Regions from separate parts of the Ovis aries genome. Here region 2 is linked to region 1. A link is a contact called in public Hi-C data. All regions are on one chromosome and are shown on one strand. The core of a region is the stretch at or near the end of the contact, and the rest is flanking DNA. Distances in the headings are between cores, read along the strand shown. Region 1 holds the start of PLXDC2 (plexin domain containing 2). Region 2 overlaps PLXDC2 (plexin domain containing 2).

Region 1 (7,163 bases), core at 1,599-4,098:
GGTGCTAATGAACACCCAAAGTTCTCTGTTGGCGAGAGTGATTCTCACGTACAATTTTAAGATCTTAAAAGGAGGGTGTTCAGTGAATTTCAGATCTTTTGTCATGGACAAGGAACTCAAGCACTGCTCCATGAAGATTACTGATTCATTTGTTCCTTGAGAGGTTAGTTAAAATTAGGCCAGTGAGTAAAAAACAAACAAACAAAGAAAATCCCAGCAATTCAGTTCTTATAACTACAGTACATAGAAACAAACCTCACTCACTGTAACTCTTCTCTTTCTAGTAAGATGGAAGATGAAACTTTTTCCTTAGAGACATCTTAATTTGTTTCCCTCAAAGTGAAATAGATTATTCTGTGGTGAAATATGTATGGCAGACTTAGATCATTTAGCCCACAAAGTATACTACTTTTAATTAGGAGGATTTTATATGAGTAATGAACTTTCCATTTCACCCTGAACATACCATCCTACATACATCTTAGTTATTTGTCACCTGCTATAATGTAAAGGAAAAATAATTTTTAACAAATAATCATTGGTTGACATTTAAGGCAATGTACCAAAGCCTAACTTTATTATGATGGTGCACTTCTTTCTTAGTTCTGAGCACTAAATCATCACGCATGATTGAATTTTGCTTACCTGCATCTTCTCCCATACTTAAGCATTTTCTGTGTGGGCTGCTCTTCAGAGTAAGACTGACTTATTCATAAGATATGAGTAAAATGAAACAACACCAGTAAGATAGACAAAACCCACAGAAGCCTCTCCAGAGTCACTCTGAATTACCACTTGGCTCCCTTCCAATTTTTGGCATCAGATTTCCTCTTAGGGTATATAGCTTCCATCAGAAGGGCAAAGCATTGCTGAAAACAACCCAAAATAAGTACTGCTAATTTGCACATATAATAATAAAGGAAAGAAAGAAAGAAAATGATACCGGTGGGGGGGGGGGGGGAGGCAGGGACTTGTTTCTTCTTTGAAAAGCAGGAAACACCCATTTTTCTACTGTGAAAGGGGACGGGAAACACTCCAGCCTAAGGAAGAGATGCTCTTGAAATGGCTCCTGCTAGGTCCCCATGATTTTACGTATAAATGGGACATGGAGCTGCACTGAATGTTTTATTTCTTTAGGGATTCATGAAGTAGTGAGGTCATCAAGGATACAGAGGGAAAAAAAAATCAATGTTAATTAAATGACAATCAGATTTTGATAGGAAGATTAGTTTTTCAACTTAATGTTAAATAGATAAGAATCTCAGGTACTCAGCTTTGGGTGTAAGGTTACCCAGAACTTAAAAACGATTGGCTGGGTAGAAGTAAAAGAACCAGGTTTTGTAAATAAGGTGAGGAGGGACAATCAACTGGTTGGAAGAAAACTCAGGAGAGAGCAAAGAGCATAAAAAAGTGTGTGCGCATAACATTTGCAAAATAGCAAGTTGAGTATGGGGTTGAGGACAACACGGTACACTTTTTGTTTCTCTTCTGCTCACCAGCCAAGTGACCATGAGAGAGGCATTCTTTGGGCATCAAATTGGAAGAGTAGTTTAATTATCTGGCTCCACTTCCAGTGGGTATTGAGACAAAATTAAGGTGGTTATGGATGGCACCCATGAATTTTTCAGAGCATGGAAAAGACTAACAGGACCGTTCGCACTTGTGCCACGGAGGCGACTTCTCCATTTGATTTGGAATGCCTTCTCTCCTCTTCCTTCCCTCTCTTCTCTTTAAGAAGCATAAAGTCATGTACAGCGTGCTAGGCACTGTTCTCAACTCTTTCATTATTCCCTATTAACGCATTTAATCCAATGCAACCACCTTTTAAGGGTATAACTACAAATCTCCCCATTTGACGGATGGGGAACTGAGACTCTAAGGAAAACAAAGCCATTTAGCTAATCAGTAGGGGAGGTGGAATCCTAACTCAGTCTGGTTCTAGAATTTTAACCGATGTGCTGCTTCCCTTTCTTTCTTTGTAAATCTTTACCCCAATTAAAATAAAGTTAACTATTCAAAACAAGACGTAGACTATTGAGAGGGCTGGAAAGGGTTAACGCTGAAGCACTTCCGCGAGCTGAAAAAACAAAAACAAACGAGCTAGCGAAAGCCAGTTAAAGCCCCCGTAGGAAATTCTGTGGGCCTCCTGTTTCTTTAAACTCTCGCTTTCGCTCCCGCTGACACTTTATAACAAAGCCGCCGTGGCGGGTCCGAGCCGCCGCGCGCTGCCGCGGCCCCGCGGGTCTGGGGTCTGCAAGGGCTTCGCTGGGTCAGTAACCGAATTGGCTTGGGTTTGCTTTCTCCGCACCCCCCACCTCCGCCGCACACGCCCTCCTAGGAATGGCGAGCTGTAATTAACCCTTTAGCGCCCAGGAAGACCCCGTCGGCGGCGAGTGGCCCCCGGGTCGGCTGCTGGGCCGCAGAAGCCCCGCAGACGGGCGCGAGGGCCGCCCAGAGCCAGGTGGGTGCGGGCGCTGCAGGCTCGCCGCCGGTGGGGGCGAGCCGAGTGCGGGGATGGCGCCCGAGCGGCGCCGAGGTGCCGTCCGGCATTCCCCTCCTCGTTCGCCTTTCTTGCCTCCTCTCCCGGAGCTCCTGGCCGCCGAGCTGCCAGGGGCACGCCGGGCTGGAGTTGCCCTCTCACTCCCCCTTGCTTTCCTCCCCGGGTTTAATCTCTCGGTGACTCCTCTGCCAGCCCCGAGGAAAGTGCAGCCATTGGACAGGTCGGTGCTAGCTGCCGGTTTCGGGGAGGAAGGTGGGAGACGCCGGGAGGAGCGAGGGGGAGGGAAGGGGGAGGCGGGAGGAGGGTGCAGCGGCGGATCTAGCAAATTGCGAGCCGCCTTCCCTCCCCAAAGTGTGGAGCAGGAGCGCGGGGGAGCGCGGCGGCGTCGGCGGCGCCTCCTCCGCCACCAAACTCCGGGGCTCGGGGCCACCTCCTCCTTCGCCAGGAGGATCCCTATCCCAATAGGTTTCAGCCTGACTTTTTCCTCCCGGTTTCTCCCCCCCACCCCCCGTGTCCCAGTACATTTTTCTGCCTTCGGACCTCAGACTGCTGCAGCCTGAGCCTTCCCAAGGCTCAGTTCTTAGGGGTTTCTCATCCCTCCCGCTGCGGGCGAGGACGCGCGCCCTGCGTCGGGCGAAGAAAAGAAGAAAAACTTGTCGGAGGGCTTTCGCCAGCCCGCTGTTAACCCCCTTCCCGCAAACCTAAGCCTCCTTGGGGGGGCCATCCCAAGACGGGAAAGTTCCTTCCGAGCCAACAGCCCTCTTGGATTTGGAGGAGGCACCCGCGCCGGCTGTGGAATTAGATCTGTTTTGAACCCAGTGGAGCGCATCGCTGGGGCTCGGAAGTCACCGTTTGCGGGCACCGGGGTGGCGCTGCCTGTGCGGAACAGAGAGTTTGCCAGCCCCAGCTGCAAGTGGCCTCTCGTCTCCGCAGTTGTTGTTCTGTGTCCGGGGTGAGGACTGCGAGTGTTGTGGCAAGTTGTGAAGGGAGACCTGGAGGTCCGGAAAGGACTGCGCTCCGCTTGCACTCCCTTCTTCCTCGTCCAGGCTCCTGGGTGTGCAATCCCAGAGAAATTTACAAAGGCCTCTGCATCCCTCCGAGACCGGTCCGCAGCATTCAGCCCCGTTGTCCCCATTCCCAACGGGAGCCCCGGAGCAGCACAGGGCGCCGGGAAAGGACTGGCGGGGAGCGGGAGATCGCGGCGGCGGCATGGCGAGGTTCCGGAGGGCCGACCTGGCTGCTGCGGGAGTTGTGTTACTTTGCCACTTTTTAATGGACCGGCTTCAGTTCGCTGAAGGGAAGCCTGGAAATCAAGTCAATGGTAAGGTGCACTTTCGCTTGTTGCTTTCCTGCCCAGTCGAAGACCTCTCTGGTACCCAGTTCTCCACCCACCTCCACTCCATCTATCTGCCCTTGGTAAAGTTATTGCAATTGCATTTCAAGTAAACTTGAGCTTCTCAGATGAGCAGAAGGTTGGCTGGATGAGTAGGGTAGTACGAACTGAGGGTTTTTCTTAAGGATTTACCACTTGCGGTAAGCAGGGGATGGTACTGTCTTCCCCCGAGGCGTCCTGAGAGGGCTCGGGTGTTAGAGCAAACCTTCCCGCAGATACCTCCCTAGGACGCATCCCGGTCTGCGTCCTCCCGGGCTCCTCCTCCTTCCCTCCTCTTTGCCTCCTGCCGAGATAAACTAAGGGGGTGCATTGTGGCGGATGTGGTGGCAGCCGGGGATTGCAGCGCTCCCCTCTGCTGGAGAAAATTCCCTGTGGCCGCACCTTCCTCCCGCAGGCGGTCCCAACCTCTGCTCGCTCTTGCTATCTGGGGCTGAGCCGGCGCTGGAAGTGGGGCGGGGTGGGTGCGGCGGGACACCGGGGAGGAGAGGAGGTGGCAGAAGTGGGGTGGACGCGCCTCTGGAGACCAACCACCCGCCCCATTGTCCTCCGCCGGCCGGCTTCGCGGACAGGCCTGAACGTGCAGGGGTTCCTGCGAGTGGCCTGGCTCTGCCCCCGCGCGGAGCCTGGGAGCTCCGCACAGCCCAGAGGCGGCGCCCCCTGCTCGGGCGGCTGCGCCAGCCAGGTGCGCGTCCAGCCCAGGACCGCGCCCCCGGGGTCGAGCGCTGAGCGGGCGATGCAGCCCTCGGCCGGGGGCCCGCCGGCTTCTCCCGGCCAGGTTCTGCGGAGCGGAAGGTCCAGCTGCCTTCCGGGACCCTGTCCACCGTGAACCGAGTATCTGCTCCCCATTTCGCCCCGCCCCCGGCCCCCCCCCCACCCCAGAAATGCATAGACTTTGAGAGTAGGTGAATGAGGAAAAAACACGAGAAATAAACGCTAGCTGGTTAGAATAGTCAAGGTTTTGTTTTGTTCTTTTAATTCCGAGGAGGGGAAATAAGTGATTCCCCGGAAAGTATTCTGGCGTCCACAAATGTGATAATTGCAATTCGCAGAGGGAAGGCTAGGGAGAGCACTTGGGGATTCCAGGTGAGGTGAATCTAGAAGGAGGTCCTTAAATGAAATTTTACCAACCTCAGACAGCCCGAAACACTGTCTGCTCCTGCTGAAAATATTACAGAGAAAACCGATTCTGACTGTGCTCCGGTTTATCATCAGAGGGGTGTGTGTTGGGGATGGGAGTGGGCAACAAGATACCACTTTTAAAGCTGTGAATAAAACGCACATTTTCTGGATGTCGGTTTGTTCTGCATAGAAGGACATGGGTGGTTCTTGACAAGGTGTTATTTATATCAATATATCATACCTTCTGTTTATTTCTCTGATACATTTCATTGGTAAAAAAATAAAACTGTTACTCGTCTGGGAAACAGCACATTTATTTTAAAAAGGGCAACAGTAATTTTAATGGGTATATTCATGAAAAAAATAAATGCTTAAAGAAAGCAATTTATTATATCCCATAGAGAGGTGGGTGTGCCAGCATGCATCCTGAGTTGTTTATTTGAAAACTTCTTTGGCACTGAAAGTAAATAATGCATTTACAGTAAAAAAAAAAAAAAAAAAAAAGCAACAAATGTTTATTTTTTCCTGACCCTTTTCCATTAATAATATATTACTAAGGAAAGAATAATATATATATATATATATATATATGTAAGTTTACTAAGTTCTCAAATTGAGGGTAAAATCCATTCCACTCTAAAATTGGTCATATAATTAAAAGCTTTTACTTTGGGGATTATAAAATACATATATTGCTCAACATAAATCTTCAGGTGTTGTAAATGAATATTTCTGTTGGAAAACTACTCTAGAAGCCCATATATTTATAGGCTTGAGTAAAAAGGAATAGTTTAAATTTCTTGGCAATTTTTTTAAAGATATATTACAAACTGAAGTAGCTTCTTTCCCAGATATCACTCTCCATTACTTTCATGAAATCATCTTGGAATTAAATAGTTAGCATACTGTAAAATATAAAGCGTAGCAATGAAATGGAAGAAAAAATTAATTTTCTTTGTAAAATAGTCTAGCTAAAAGTTCAAAACAAGAAATTTTTAAAAAGTTCAACAGTCTTGGAATTTGGCATGTAGCGATCAGGATTTTTAATACAGACATTTTGGCACAGGGGGGAGAAACCTGATTTCATAACAGAAACATTTTTATTATGCATTACTTTAGAAATGCTGCAGTTGACTTTGTTGCCACCAGAGGGCAAAGAAACTGCTAATTTCCTTCCCATTCTTTCCCAAACCTTGGACTAATGATCCTCAATATTTTGTTTTTCCTATGTGCAATATTTGTTGATATTTCAACTTGACATTTAAAAATGAATGGCAACTTAATGAGAGTTTATTTTATTTCCCATTTTTCATTACAATTAAATATTCATTTAACATTTATATAGTACTGCCTACATGTAGACTTATACTTTGAATACATTTTTGTGGTATAATAAGTAATGGAAAACCCCGAATGCTCTCTTCTTCATCACTGTTGGCAATTATTACCACATTATTGTGGAATTCCCAAGAATATATTTGAAAACATCTCTCTTATGATTAAAAGTTTGTTATTGCAGAGTGAACTTTTTAAAAGATTGAATGTGTTTTTCAGTTCAGTTCAGTCGCACAGTCGTGTCCAACTGTTTGTGGCCCCATGAATCGCAGCTCGCCAGGCCTCCCTGTCCATCACCAACTCCCGGAGTTCACTCAGACTTGCATCCATCGAGTCAGTGATGCCATTCAGCCATCTCATCCTCTTGTCCCCTTTTCCTCCTGCCCCCAATCCCTCCCAGCATCAGAGTCTTTTCCAATGAGTCAACTCTTCGCATGAGGGGGCCAAAGTACTGGAGTTACAGCTTTAGCATCATTCCTTCCAAAAGAAATCCCAGGGCTGATCTCCTTCAGAATGGACTGGTTGTATTGATACTTATATCTGAAAAGTATTTGCTCATACTAAATAGTACGCCTCAACCAATATTTAGAGAAAAATAAGCCTAGAATAATGTTAAATTTTATAAGTCTCAAATCCTTTCCGTATTGTCATACATTCATCTTTATATCCTGAACTGATTGTAAAAGCTTTGTAACAATGTCAAAGGAGATAGATGCGTTAATCTTAACTCAAAAGTTTAAATCAGGAAAAAAGGCCTAAAAATATGTAGTTATATTTTGGCCTCATTATTGCTCTTAAACATGATTTAATGCAGCA
Region 2 (7,163 bases), core at 1,553-4,052, 57 kb after region 1:
TATTATAGAGCAGTGTTTGTGTTTATCTATAATGTTAAATTTTTACTTTACTTAGTATAATAGCAACACATTGTATTTCCGAGCATCCTGATTATGCTAGAAACATGTCTGTGTTTTTGTGAAGAAAACACATGAAAATATATTTTAAAATTCACAGTGGAGGAATATATAGAAAGGCAGTGGTCATCAAAACAGTTAATAAGCCCTAGTGAGTATGCCTGGAGAAGGCAATGGCACCCCACTCCAGTACTCTTGCCTGGAAAATCCCATGGATGGAGGAGCCTGGTGGGCTGCAATCCATGGGGTTGCTAAGAGTCAGACACGACTTCACTTTCACTTTTCACTTTGATGCTTTGGAGAAGGAAATGGCAACCCACTCCAGTGTTCTTGCTTGGAGAATCCCAGGGATGGGGAAGCTTGGTGGGCTGCCGTCTATGGAGTCGCACAGAGTCGGACACGACTGAAGCGGCTTAGCAGCAGCAGCAACAGCAGCAGTGAGTATGCCCTTGGATGCTGTTTTATAAAAGCACTCCTAGAGGTCTGGGGCATGTCTTGAAACACTGAGACATCAAAGGTAAATGAAATGCACATGATTTTAAAGTAAAGGTGATTACTGGTGAAACCTTACCACCAGAGGAATGCTGAAAGAAAAGCCAGGAGGCTCATTAAGACAGAGTAAGCATTGCTTAACATGTTTTTGCACAAACGTAGCCAAGAAAACAGTTTTTTGGGGGATCTTATTCCAAATGCCGATTATAAAATTATTTATATTAATGAGACGCTATGGAACATGAGCACAATTAAGAAACGACAGGAAGGAGAAGAAATGCACTTCCTAAGGAAAAGGTTGAAACTACTAGGGCATTTCAGTAAATTGAAAGTGGAAAATGTGATGTCTGTTGCTGCTGCTGCTGCTAAGTCACTTCAGTCGTGATGCGTGTTATTTTTTCTCTAAATATGGCTAGTGATAAAGAACCTGCCTGCCAATGCAGGAGCCATATGAGACATGGGTTTGATCCCTGGGTCGAAAAGATCCTCTGGAGGAGGGCATGACAACCCACTCCAGCCTGGAGAATCTCATGGACAGAGGAGCCTGGTGGGCAACAGCCTACAGGGTCACAAAGAACTGGACAGGACAGAAGCCGCTTAGCAAGCACACACAGTTGAAGGTGATAAATTAACTGAAGTACTGTATGTAAAATGCTTAGGTCATGTCCTGGTATGAATGAGTACTCAGTGAAGATGAGAAATGTTACTGCTCCTCCTACTCCTTTGTTATCTTCTACTTCTGTTATTACTGTGATGTTTGATTGCTCAGATAAGGAGGGAAAGTGTGTCTTATTTTATTGACTGCTCACTGTGTACTAGATTGTGTGTTAAATGCTTTTTATGCATTAGCTCATGTAATATACACAGCAATCATGTGAGGTCGGGTCCCTCATTGTCTCCTTTGAATATAGATAGAACAAACTGAAACTTGGTCTGAATTGCCCAAGATGAGAGCTAACATTTGAACCCAGGCAAACCGGCTATTAACCACCATTGGGATCTGACTTCACGATCTGACTTCATGCTTTCTCGTAGTGAGGGATTTCAAATGAGAGAGACAGCCGGTCTGTTTTATTCACTCCTAAATTGACAGTGCTTAGATGCCTGCCTGGTACATATTAAGCATGAAGTGAAGTGAAGTGAAGTCACTCAGTCGTGTCCGACTCTTTGCAACCCCACAGACTGTAGCCTACCAGGCTCCTCTGTCCATGGGATTTTCCAGGCAATAGTACTGGAGTGGATTGCCATTGCCTTCTCCAGGGGATCTTCCCAACCCAAGGCTCGAACCTGAATCTCCTGCATTGTAGACAGACACTTTACCATCTGAGCCATAAGCATAATAAATATTAATTAATAATAATTTAATAGATATTTGTTGAAGGAGTACCTTTTCAGGGATAATTAGGCTGAAATGCTCATTTAGAATAATGGGTGAGTTATTTTTCTTTAGGAGGAATTGGTGATTTTCTGAAGAAAATCAGGCATTTCTGAGACTATTAACCATAACAGAGTCCTGAAAGTGAAGGACGGCATCTGTCAAGGCAACTGACTTGAAGTAGAGGAAAAAATCGCAGGCTTTGGCCAAGGCAAATTCATCCTTGTGGTGAAGTTCAATCCTATAATGCTGAGTTCCCAGAAGTCAAGAAAATACTGAGATTAAGTTTGGGGAGATCACAAAATATCACTAACTGGACAGTGGTGACAGCCCTGTTAGAGAATGCAATAGGCCAGAAAAACATTGAAACCTGGCAGGAATGAAAATCAGGACAGGGGATGAATCTGTGGCTTCTTGAAGAGAATCAGCCCAGCAGAGATGGTGTCAATCTTTAGTTCTTTTATCCTAAGAACACCCTGTACTTATTTCTGTGTTTTTGTAGTTTTGCCCTTAAATGCCTAGTAAAATTCTCTGAAAAATTTCGACATTGGCTTAGCTCAACTCAGTAGAGAAGCGTCTCAGCCACACCTAGACAAATGTGGTTTGGAGCCTTGGAATGTTCCAGAGGGAGAGGGCGGCAGCTATTGAGTTGGGCAACAGGGTGGAGTGAGGGGCTGCAGGGCGGAGACTTAGGATCAAGGTGGGGGTAGTTGAGGTTGGGTAAATGCCCATGACCTCCCTCCAGGGTATTCTCCAGCCATGAGGCCCTGTGGTCACGGGACATAGATTTTTCTCTGGGCTAAGTCAACCCAAATGTAGAGCACTGCATTTTGTTGCACCCTGAGAAATGCTTTTAAAGTTTCTCTGGATCTGTTTGAAGGTCACCAGGATATGAGGAGGAGTCTGGGACTGTTTTGTTAACTCCCCTTTTCCACTTGTCTGATCTTTATGCTGATTCAAATGATTGCACAAACTCCTCACAGAACATTTTGGCTGTTTACACAAAGAATTGTTTTGACAGAAAACCTCCTAATACTGCAAAAGGGTCTTTGCTGGTTCAAAACAAGGGTGTTCATGCAGTGTTTTTATCACGTGTGCCAAAGTGTACTGCGGTTCAGGGCTGATGCTTGCCCTCGGAATTCCCAGAGTTCTTTGCTGCAGAGGATAGGATTGGGGAGGGGTGCCCAGAGGAGCGCTGGGAACAGGACAGCTTTGCTCGTGGAAAGTTGCCGGGGCTATGCTTAATGTATTATACACCTAGCAGAGCTGTATGCTTGTTTGTTTTCTCTTTTGTAGAAGATCTGTGTAAAACTTAGAGGTAATATGGATCTAACATGGAATTCTACTTGGGGAGAATTCTTTAATCCAGTGTTTTTCAATACTTACAGTGATTCTGGAATTGATCCCAAAAGTTTATTTAAAAAAGATCATAATGTAAACAATGTATCAAATTTGTTCTTTCATTAAACATTACTTCTTTGGTATTACAAAGATCTATTTCCACTACAAAATGGGATTAGGTGGGGGTGGGGGTGCCATTGTGGTATTTTGTACTGCCTTAAATGATCTGGAGTCAGGAGAGGTTTGAGAGTCAATCCTTGGAACAAACTTGCAATTCTTATGAGGCTATATGATAAAAGATCCAGAGAGTTGTTTGTTTCTTTTAATCATGGAACCAGGTATCCATATTCTTCAAATTTCAGACCTATCTGTGGGTAGCCAAGGAAAAGCAGGTGGTAGAACATTTAACCTACAGCTTTTCTTACTGAAGATAAACATACCCCAATAAATAGCTGGTTTGCACAGTTAAACACACTTATGATTGCAGATGTCTATAGTTGCTTACGGCAGCCAGTGAACTCAGTGAAAAGAATATTCTTACCAATGGTCTGAAGAATGAGTGGCATTTTCTGGGACAGTTGCTAGAATAGCTGCAATATAAATAAAGATTTTCTCTAACGTGTTTGTGTGTGTGTGTGTGTGTGTGTGTGTATGCACGTGCATGGGTGCGTGGGCACACAAGCTAATTGCTGTTCCATTTCTTCCAGAATGCTCAGCTAAATACATATGGGATTTAGACTTCTTGCTGTGAATTTGTGTCTTACAGTGGATATGGAAATACGAGTTAATGTAATTAGTTCAACTTTTCCAGGGAATCAACAGCAAAACTTCTGTTTCCTTGAACTGTAAGATTTCCTTCAAGGTAAAATTCGAGTTCGTGAGATTTTATAATCTCTCATTCAGTCATATAAAATATGGGGCATTTTAATTGAGAGCAAAGCTCAGCATGTTGATTCTCTTGATATAGGCACAAGCACTCAATGCAGATTTACTCCTGAAAGTTTTGGTAACTGTTTCCCTTTTGACAACAACAAAAAAATCTTAGCATTTATTTGGAGCTTGTTGTTCCAATGTACTCCACAAAGTTAGATGGTAATCAGTGGTCGAGATTATGAGTCCAAAATATGGTCCATAATTGATCCTTCCCCATTTCTTATTTTCAAGTCTTATTTGCCCTATGGTTCTGGGAGAGTGCAAAAGGAACTAGAAGGGGGGAAAAATAGGTTATGTGGGAGGGATTTAGGATTACAGAGTAAGAGATCTTTTCCTTTTGTGGTAAAATGAGTTTTGCTAACTTCAGAGGATTATTTTGAAACTAATAAGAAAAACGTGTATCAAGATTGAAAAATCTTTGTAGAAACTAGATTATATTCTCCTGCTTGACTGTGGTGAAATGTATACAAAACTGTAATGTCTGGTTTCTCAACCAACATTGTGCTAGTTGGTCTAGTTTCCTCAAAATAACAAAAGATTTTTAAAAATTTAAAAAACAGATTTTCCTTCAAGAGGAAACAAAACATCAGTAAATGTGAATCGTTGTGACAGAATCACTCCTGAGCGTGTCTAGTTATAACAACCACAATATATTGGGTTTTTTTTTTTCATTTAATTTCACAATTTCTCAGATTCCTGATTATGACATTAATCTCTTGGCTGCTGCTGCTGCTGCTAAATCGCTTCAGTCGTGTCCGACTCTGTGCGACCCCATAGACGGCAGCCTACCAGGCTCCTCCGTCCCTGGGGTTCTCCAGGCAAGAACACTGGAGTGGGGTGCCATTTCCTTCTCCAATGCATGAAAGGGAAAAGTGAAAGTGAAGTCACTCAGCCGTGTCCGACCGTTAGTGACCCCCTGGACTGCAGCCTACCAGGCTCCTCCATCCATGTGATTTTCCAGGCAAGAGTACTGGAGTGGGGTGCCATTGCCTTCTCAGAATCTTTTGGCAGATGGAAGCATTTCTGCCTCTTAATAACTGTTCACTGTTGTCAGGTTAAATATTATCTTTTGGCTAGGTTACAGTTGTGAAAGTTGAATTTCTCATCAGTGATATTACATTGCAGGTTCTTAAGAAATGTCATACAAAACATTTCATCTTTTGTTAATTAAATTAACATTAGCTATAGGTTGCCTAATTGAAACCTAGAAAACAGATGATTTAATTTATATTGCAAATTCAGGGATGTGCTACTACTACTACTAAGTCGCTTCAGTCGTGTCCAACTCTGTGCAAACCCATAGACAGAAGCCCATCAGGCTCCCCCGACCCTGGGATTCTCCAGGCAAGAACACTGGAGTGGGTTGCCATTTCCTTCTCCAATGCATCAAAGTGAAAAGTGAAAGTGAAATCGTTTAGTCATGTCCGACTCTTAGCGACCCCATGGACTGTAGCCCACCAGGCTCCTCCATCCATGGGATTTTCCAGGCAAGATTACAGGGATGTGCAAATGACCTCAAAAGTTCTCTATGAAGAACTATATAAAAGTTCTTTATATCCCACTGAATACAAAAAGATTGAATTCTGTGGAGAGAAAATGAGAATAGCAATATTCTGGTTAAAACTCTTTAATTTTTAGATGACCAAAATATGGCAGGGGGCTTCCCTAGTGGCTCAGATGGTAAACAATATGTCTGCTTTGTGGGAAACCGGGGTTCGATCCAGGGGTCTGGAAGATCCTCTGGAGAAAGGAATGGCAACCCACTCCTGTATTCTTGCCTGGAGAATTCCACGGACAGAGGAGCCTGGCGAGCTATAATCCATGGGGTTGCAAAGAGTTGGACACAACTGAGTGACTAATGCACACACACAAAGTAAGGCAGAGAAAGAGGGAGATTAAATGATTTTTCCAATCCGTGCAGATAAGTAGCATCAGCACTGGGACTACATCAAGCTTTCCTGGATTATCATTATTTCTATATATTGTATTCAAATGCAACTCTCTAGTTTGCTCTTTGCCCACAAAATTCATCCTCCATTTCTTTCAGGGTTATATAGTGTTTAGTTGGGCACATGGCCGCCTGAAGAGCAATGATTTTTTTTTTTTTTCTTACCTACCTATTTGTCCAGGTATGACCATGTGACTAGGTTTATGCCAATTATAGAAGTGATATTTGCAGTGCCTACATCATTGCCTAGAAATACTGCTTCCCATCCAAGGGGGTTAGGATGGAGGGCTGATAACCCAGCTTCAACGAGGAATTCAAAGACAATGCCATAGCAGAGAATAAAGTCAAAGGGAGCTGGGTCACTAGGTAACTTCATGGAGCAAAATCACTCACTCCCCCTTAATTTCTGTCTCCCTCTTTTATAGTGGTTAAAATACATTCTATAAAACATTGATATGTTTTCCTTCCTCTTCCTTGGTCTTCAGCAGGGGTTAACATCAGTGGAAGAATATGTGCTCCTTAACCTAATGCCAGGTACCTTGGGATGGGAGGAGCTTAAAGCAGCCTCAGGTAACATTGCTGTAGCAGATATTACCTGAATCAACCTTGCTTTTTTGGGAAGATGCATTGGAGAATATATGTATGGATAAGTGAAGATACCTAGAATGGGGTTGAGCAAGAAAGAATTTGGCAAAGGAATAAAAATGTCAGAAATACCACTTAGTAAATTAGAAATTTTGTATTTCCTACAAAATATCAACATTAGATATCAATATTAGATATGTTTAAATATAAATACTTGGAAAATATCACATGACCATCACTTACACTTTTCATCAGACTTGACATTTTATTATTCATGGTCTTATATAAAAACTGAAGACTGGAATTATATTATTTTCCCACTTTAAAAATGTTTATGAATTTTGATTTACATTTTAAATTAAAGAATTTTTAAAAATACACATCTAGAATGTTATCTTTATAAATGCTCTTTCCCACTTTTTAGATTTTTAA

The links. A called contact is a pair of places that touch in the nucleus more often than the background predicts.
Region 2: a contact with region 1 is called in a Hi-C map of tail adipose tissue, with 2.0 times the contacts expected there. The contact joins the enhancer-like site here to the promoter of PLXDC2 in region 1. A contact is called at or near these places in 4 of 16 Hi-C or Micro-C datasets (muscle, retroperitoneal adipose tissue, skin fibroblasts and 1 more).

Annotation. Positions count from the first base shown.
Region 1 is chr13:20,684,585-20,691,747 of ARS-UI_Ramb_v3.0, forward strand. It overlaps PLXDC2 (plexin domain containing 2), which reads left to right and starts at 2,849. Exons shown (of 14, transcript XM_027976593.2): 1 at 2,849-3,821. The coding sequence starts at 3,710.
Region 2 is chr13:20,742,114-20,749,276 of ARS-UI_Ramb_v3.0, forward strand. The region is part of intron 1 of PLXDC2 (plexin domain containing 2); the gene reads left to right. Among named protein-coding and RNA genes, the nearest start is that of PLXDC2, 58 kb to the left of the region's middle. Within about 2 kb of position 2,803, at least 7 of the 54 cell types and tissues checked have an H3K27ac peak or open chromatin away from gene starts, as enhancers often do. A contact at or near this core is called in tail adipose tissue, where this site is marked.